Linked DNA regions of Canis lupus: region 2 is linked to region 1. A link is a contact called in public Hi-C data. All regions are on one chromosome and are shown on one strand. The core of a region is the stretch at or near the end of the contact, and the rest is flanking DNA. Distances in the headings are between cores, read along the strand shown. Region 1 holds the start of HHEX (hematopoietically-expressed homeobox protein HHEX). Region 2 overlaps LOC106557939 (a long non-coding RNA gene).

Evidence for each region. A called contact is a pair of places that touch in the nucleus more often than the background predicts.
Region 2: a contact with region 1 is called in a Hi-C map of blood, with 2.6 times the contacts expected there. The contact joins the enhancer-like site here to the promoter of HHEX in region 1. A contact is called at or near these places in 2 of 9 Hi-C or Micro-C datasets (both in blood).

The regions. Positions count from the first base shown.
Region 1 is chr28:7,234,747-7,238,425 of UU_Cfam_GSD_1.0, forward strand. HHEX (hematopoietically-expressed homeobox protein HHEX) reads left to right here and starts at 2,101. Exons shown (of 4, transcript XM_038578201.1): 1 at 2,101-2,479. The coding sequence starts at 2,116.
Region 2 is chr28:7,301,271-7,304,949 of UU_Cfam_GSD_1.0, forward strand. The region is part of intron 4 of LOC106557939 (a long non-coding RNA gene); the gene reads left to right. Among named protein-coding and RNA genes, the nearest start is that of HHEX, 66 kb to the left of the region's middle. Within about 2 kb of position 1,696, at least 5 of the 20 cell types and tissues checked have an H3K27ac peak or open chromatin away from gene starts, as enhancers often do. A contact at or near this core is called in blood, where this site is marked.

The DNA.
Region 1 (3,679 bases), core at 851-3,350:
GTGGTTTCTAGCACAAGATGCCTTGAGCTCACCTTGTACTTTTCCCTGATCCTTTCCCTAGGATCAGCCACACATCCACATGGTTCAATTCTCTAAATATTCACTAAGTATACAGCATGTTCTCCCTTCAACTCCACCTCTCTCTTCATAGACAGCCAATGTTATTCGTTTTTTGTGTAGTCTTCCAGAGATAGCTTACCTAATAGAACAAGGTCACAGATAAATATCCTTACCCTTTCCTACGGTTTTTAAAAAAATATGTATTTATTTATTCATGAAAAACACAGGCTGAGAGAGAGAGGCAGAGACACAGGCAGAGGGAGAAGCAGGCTCCTCAGGGGGAGCCCAGTGAGGGACTCCATCCCAGGTTCCGGGATCACGACCTGAGCAGAAGGCGGGCGCCCAACCGCTGAGCCACCCAGGAGTCCCGTTTTCCTAAGATTTTCACTCAAATGACAGCATATTACACTCACTGTGTTTGTGCTTGTAGCGCTTGTCTATCAGGTTCTGAAAGATGCACAGGACTCCACCCCCCAAATATTGGGAGCCTTTAGGCTAAGTTTCAAATGTTTTAGAAAGCTCAGGGAGGATGACTTGACCAAAGTTGCACTGACAACACTCACTTGCTATTCTTTGACTATTCCTCCCTCTCTAGGTTTTTTGACAACTACTCCTTCTTCAAACATCACTTCCTTGGAGAACACTTTCCGTTCCTTAACACACCTCCCGTCCCCAACTAGATGACGTCCGCTGGTTATTAGGTTTCAGATCATTATGTACTTCTCCTTCATAGCACACACATAAGTCACAGCATTAAAATTTGTTTCCTGTCTCCGTGAGGACAGGAACTACTACATCTGTCTTGTTCACTGCTGACACACAGTAGTTGCTCAACAGAAATGTGCGCAGTGAAACTCGAACTCGGGCCACCCAGCTTCCAGTCCACTCTTCTTTCGTCTGCGACCCCGCTTTAGTCGGAGAAATAGTTCCTAGACGTAAATTAAAAACCTCAATAGAAAAAGCTGGGAAATGTGCATTTCCACGATTAGTGGAGGACCTTAGCAGAAACTGCTCACCGCGAGGTGTGACGACCGCAGGAGGGCGTCAATCAAGAAAATGCCCCCTTGCCCCGCAGGCGAGGGGAGCTGCACGGAGCCGAGGCCGCAGGGGTAGCGCCACGGATTCAATAGAAAACACGTGTAAACGCGAGAGCGGTGCTGCGCGCAGCTGCGACCCCCGGGGCCCGGGGACAGGGGACCTAGGGCAACCCCCTTTGGGTGGGCGAAGACCGCACGACTTCTACGTGGCATCTAAGACCCGGGCTTTCCCCGGATTCCTCCCCGAAAGCGTCCTCACGGGAGCGGCTGAGGGCTGGGGCCCGCCCACCAAGGAAACGGGACGGAGCGGCCGCGAGGGCCGAGCGCTTCAAGCCTAGGCGTCCTCACCCCAACTGGGCCTTAGCTAGGGGCCGGGTTTCTCTCCTCGGAGCTGCCGCCCGGGCACAGCCAGCGCCACCGGCACTCCAGGGCGCGCGCCCACACGGGGGATGCTCTCGGCCCGCGACGGCGCGGTCTGCCAGTGCCTCCACGCCCGCCAGGCTCGAGTCCGGCTGCCCTGCGCCGGGTCCACTGCTGCCACCCCGGGGCCGGGCCTGGGCCTGGGCCGGTGCCCCTCGAGTTTCGGCAGGGCTGCCTCCCGGCACGGGCCGGGCCCACGGGAGTCCGTGTTCCAGCGCTGCTTTCCTCGAGTCTCCCCTCGACGGACGTGGCCCTGGGCTTCCTTCCCTTCGAGCGCTCCGGGGCCAGGGTGCCCGCCGCCCCGAGCGACGGCGGCGGCGGCCGGGGACCCGGGCGCGGGTCGGTCCTGGGAGCCGGCGAGCCAGCGCGTCCCGGGGGGCGGGAGCTCGGCCGGCGGGGGCGGGCCGAGGGTGGGGGCGGGAGGCGGCTCCCGGGGCTCCGCGCCATTGGCCGCAGGGACAGGCGGCAGGAAGGGGCCAGAGAGCGCGGCCCCACCCCGTGGCCGGCGGAGCCTATCGCCGGGAGCGCGGAGCGCGGATAAATGTAGCGCCGGGGCGCGGGCCGCCAGCTCTGCGAGGGGCCGGAGCGCAGCGGAGCCATGCAGTACCCACACCCCGGGCCGGCGGCGGCGGGCGCCGTGGGGGTGCCGCTGTACGCGCCCACGCCGTTGCTGCAGCCCGCGCACCCGACGCCGTTCTACATCGAGGACATCCTGGGCCGCGGGCCCGCCGCGCCCACCCCCGCCCCCACGCTGCCGTCCCCCAACTCCTCCTTCACCAGCCTCGTGTCTTCCTACCGGACCCCGGTGTACGAGCCCACGCCGATCCATCCCGCCTTCTCGCACCACTCCGCCGCCGCGCTGGCCGCCGCCTACGGACCCGGCGGCTTCGGGGGCCCTCTGTACCCCTTCCCAAGGACGGTGAACGACTACACGCACGCCCTGCTCCGCCACGACCCCCTGGGTAAGGCGGCCGGGGTCATGGCGGGGCCGAGCCGCGGCCGCGGCGAGGAAGGCGCCACCCGGCAGGTGGCAGCGTCCAGGAGGCGGCGGGGGCGGAGGGGGAGGCAATAGAAAGTTGTGGCAAAAGCGATCGAAAAGCGGCCCTCGGGCGCGCGCAGGGACAGGAGGCGCGTGCCCCAGTGGCGCGCTGCCGGGGCCGACCGCACCGTGACTCAGATTGGTTTTCCTGCACCTTGCAGGCGTCGGGGCGCGCGGGCCCGGGCGAGACCTCTGGCACTGCCGCGGGGGCTGGCGGCCGAAGGCAGCCCCGGGGCGCGCGTGTCGCTCGGGGTGGGGTCCCCTTAGCTGGAGGGACGGGGTAGGGAGTGCCAGGGCGCCCGGGCCGGCCCTGCGGGGCAGGGATAGCTGCTGGGCCCGGGTGGTTACGAGGCTGAACCTGGTTCAACAAGCTTGTGCAGTGAAAGAGCCTGACCCTTTCCGTTCATACAGGAAATCTTGAGTTCTCGATAGGAGTAAATCTGGTTTCAGAAGCTGTTAAGTGTTTTCCTGGCTGCATGAAGCAGACCCTTCCCCCGGAGTAGTGCACGCTGCTGATTATTTTATCGACATCCTCAATACAGACAAATTCAGGAAACACTCGACTTCTGATAGCCGGGATCCGTTTTTCTGATATTGTTCATTTCCTCTGTGTGGGATGTGACTTTATGGCAGCTAAAATAACCAGTTGCTTCCTTTTTTCCCCCGCCCCCGAAGCTGTTTTGCACTAGTCTGAAGCCTGACGTAAGCAAAATCTGGGAGAAAAAAAAAAAACAATGCCAGCTTTCAAAGTGTTTGGGGGCAGGCCTGCAGACCCACGGACGGACGGACGGACGGACTGACTGATAGGTCTTCGGAGTAGGAAAGGCGGGGAAGACACCTAGGACTTACGGTGTTCGCGGGGCTCGTCCCTCAGCGCACGGCCTAAGAAACAAGCCGACGGGGATCCGCACTCCCGAGGGGCCCTTGGCGGCTCCGGCATCGGAAGCCCCGGGGGCATAAAGAAACGGGGCTCCTTGCCTTGGGCCGCCAGGGTTTTAGATTTACTCTCTGCTATTGGCAGCTTCTTTGGGGACCCTAGAGACAACGTAACATTTTAATTAAAATTTTAATGTCTTCACGTTTATGATGAGGCCTTTAGCTCAGCCCTCCACCCTCTTTTCTC
Region 2 (3,679 bases), core at 446-2,945, 66 kb after region 1:
ACTCTTGGTCTGCTTGGATGACTCAGGCCTAAACATTACATATGTGATCGGGGAAGTGACCACCCCATCCAAGACCAAAATCAGGCCACCCTGTCCTTCTCTCTTCAGAGCACTCAATATAATTTGTGGTTTACACGCATTTGTATGTTTCCTTTCATATCTGTCTCCCCAAGTCGTCCTTGAGGGAAGGGGCTGATTCTTTCTTGGTTCGCCCTTGTATTTCCCAGCATTTAGTACGCACTCAACAACTACTTGCTAAATTAATGAATGAATGAATGGAGTCCTAGAAAATTCCCAACACAGGCAGCTCTTATTGGTTGTTTGTATATGACACAATTTATGAGACCACTTAGTGAAACCGTCACTCTGACCTTGTTCTGGCATCGTGGAAATAGCAACTGGTCCTTCAGTAAGTTGGCAACATTTCCAACGTGTGTTTACTCAGGCTGAATCAACCTCTTTAATGACTCAGTGGGAACGCAACCTCAGTGGCCCCAATGTGAGTTCTTGGTTGACTGTGGGGATGGTCTCCTGGCCAAGAAGATTCCTGAGATTTCGAGTTTGAGCTAAAGGATCCTTAAGACAAAAATCAAGTGAATCTTCCGTGACTGATATTGGCTATGAATAAAAGTCAGAATTAAGTAATCTGTGGAAATGCTACATCCTCACCCGACTGCAGTCGGTTTTCTTAGCTGTTGCTGGAGCCCCACGGAAAAGGGCTTATTTATTAAGAATGAAATCGTTCTTTTCAAATTCGGTAGCAATCATGTCTCTCTCTCTCTCTCTCTCTCTCTTTTTTTTCTTCCAGTCCATGGAAAGTGTTATCTCAGGCAGCTCTGTGCAGGAAGTTGGGTTTATCACTTCCTCACAGTTGCAGTTTGTCTAGGACTTAACTACATGCTATCAGATTACATCAAAATGTAGGCCTTTGTGTGTTTAACTCATCAAAGGAGTGGACCCTTAGGACTTGATATCACTTCACTGCATATGCAGCCATGTAGCAAAACAAAGCCTATCTAAACAGGACAGAACTATTTCTGTTGTGTGGCGGCTCTGCTAGCTCGAGCTTGCAGAAATGGTCGGGTTTCAGGTGTCTGCAGTGTTTCACTTCTTGTTTTTATATTTATCTCTTTTTAGAATTGCAGTCATTTGCCTGGTTGTGTGCAAGGAAGGAAAACCAAAATATTACCTACGAGGGAGGAGACAAGATTGGTCCAATCCCCAGGGTCAGTTGGAGGCAGTACTAACCTTTACCTCATCATCTGGATTTTCACTTGAAAGCTGAAGTTGCTGTGGTCCTAGTCCCGGCTCTGGACGGACCACACAGGGGGTTTGAATCCTGGCTCCTCTGTCTGCCCTGGGGCAAGTTGTTTCACCTCTGTGAGCTTCAGTTTCTCTGTCTGAAAAATGGAAAAATAATAGCACCTGCCTCATAGCCTTATGAAATAAACAATAGGGATTAAATAATGTATGGGAGGCCCACCAGGCTTGTAAAGCCCGAGGGCTACTGAAGGCCCCACCATGCTCTGCAGAGGGGCTGGGCAAGCTGGCAGCCCCGCAGTCCCAGGCTGGCTCAAGTTTCTCAGGCTGCACTTCCACCTTTGGGGCCTCAGTGCTAGTTTCTTCTCCGCGGAGTTCCCTCTTCTCTGCGGTGGGCTGGCTGCCAGATGCTGCCTCTATTGGCAGCCACAGGAAGCCGATGCAACTGTGAAGTAATACTTCTGCCCCAGGGCTGGCTCCGCCCTGTTGACCAAGGGTTTTAGATCTGCTCAGCCAACTTCTTTTAATGTCTTGCCTAAAAAGGACTTCTCACTCAGCTCTGCGGACTGGGTAATGGCTGATTGCCCTAGAGGGCTCAGACAAATAGCTTTTGGGGATAGAAAGGGTAAAGGGATCTTCTTTCTCCCAGCCCAATGCTTCAGGAGTTGGGGGTGCCATCTTGCTGCAACTCTCCCATATGATGATCATTTACCAAAATCAAATGTCAAAGGAAAACGGATGGGCATGATTCTATAAAATCCCTCCAAGCCAGTGGGGTATAATGAGATACTCTTAAAAAAATTATTTGCATCAAGGCAGTATGCAAATCTTCACAGACCTCTGACTGGAAAGAAATTAAGTTACACCTAAAAAACTATAATTTAAGAAGGTAAATGTTTTCTTTTTTCCTTTTTTAAAACCTGAAACCATTCTAAATAGGAAATTGAAACAAGCATAATGCTTTATTGCTTCTTTATACTAGAGTTATTCACTGATGGCTTCCTACCTCTTGGTTTCCTCCCTTCTGGCTTCTGAGGTGGCAGATGCCCTGTGAGCTACACTTCACCTCAGCTGTTCAGATCTCTTCAGAGCCACAACCACCCTCCATTCAGTGCCAGCTGGCATTGAGTTGGTGTCAGAGGTTCTCATCCAGTGGATTTTGCCTCTTTGCCTGGCCCCTTTGGGTGAGCTCTTTGGCTATCTCTTTAGCTTTTGTCCCTGGATGCTGTCTCTTGGAACTTCATTTAGCAGCCACTAGGCCAGTCTCAAGCTCTGTACAAGAGACAGGTTCCCAGGCTGGATCTAGCATCTTGGGCTTCATGTTATCTGGGAAGAGTTGAGATATTTGGCTACAACTCTCTTAGAACAGCAGTCAATGCCAATGGAAAACCAGCTCTTTCTGTTGCTTGATTAGCTTAAAATAATTTTTTTCTAATTGCAAAAGCAGTAAATACATAAACATGTGCGTATACACACTCCTAAACACAGAAATATATAAAGTTTAAAGTTGAAGGGCTCCATATCAACTTCCTAGTGGTAATTCTTTGTTATATACTGTACCAGATTTATTTCAGTACATATAAAAGCATTTTTCTTCACCAAAAATAAAAAAGACGAGAGAATGGAATGCATACCTAGTCTTCCTCAACTTGCATGTTTTCCTTAAGTATATCTTGAATAGATTCAAATGCTAATGTACACAGATTTACCCCATTATTTTGTATGACTGTGGCTATTCCACTGCAGCATAGATTATAAATTATTTACTCAATTCCTTATTCATGGACTTTGGACGATTTGAGGTTTTGTTTTGTTTTTGGCTTAACTGAACATCCTTGTGTAAACATCTTTGTGTGGATGTGTGAGTATTTCTGTAGAATTGTTGGGTTGGAGGGTATGCACATTTTAAATTTTAATAAACTATGCTAAATTGTGTCCTAGTATACCAGTCGCAATCTACTCAGAAATCTGAGAAGCCCTGTTTCCTCACATACTTATCAACTCTAGTATTACTAAATTTTATAAGTCTACTAGGCAAAAAAAAAAAAAAACTTGTTTATTGGTGTGTTTTTTTAAATTTTTAGCAAAGTTGAGCATCTTTTGGGATTTTTTTTTACCTATCTGCATTTCATTTTATGTAAGTTTTGTTTGTATCTTTTATCCAATTTTCTGTGGAGTTGTCTGTTTCTTACTGACCAATGTTACAGGATGTTTTCAGAATGCTTACTGAAAAATGGCTTATATTTATTGTTTACTATTCTAAAATACCTAAAGATATCTAAAAATATCTAAAGATAGGGTATTCCCAGGTTGGGCAGTGATTTAGCAGTCTTGGGCATGGATACTTTCTCTGCTACGTTTTATTCAACTTGTCTTTTTTTGTGGTTTCAAGATGGCTACCATAGTTACAGTCATCACA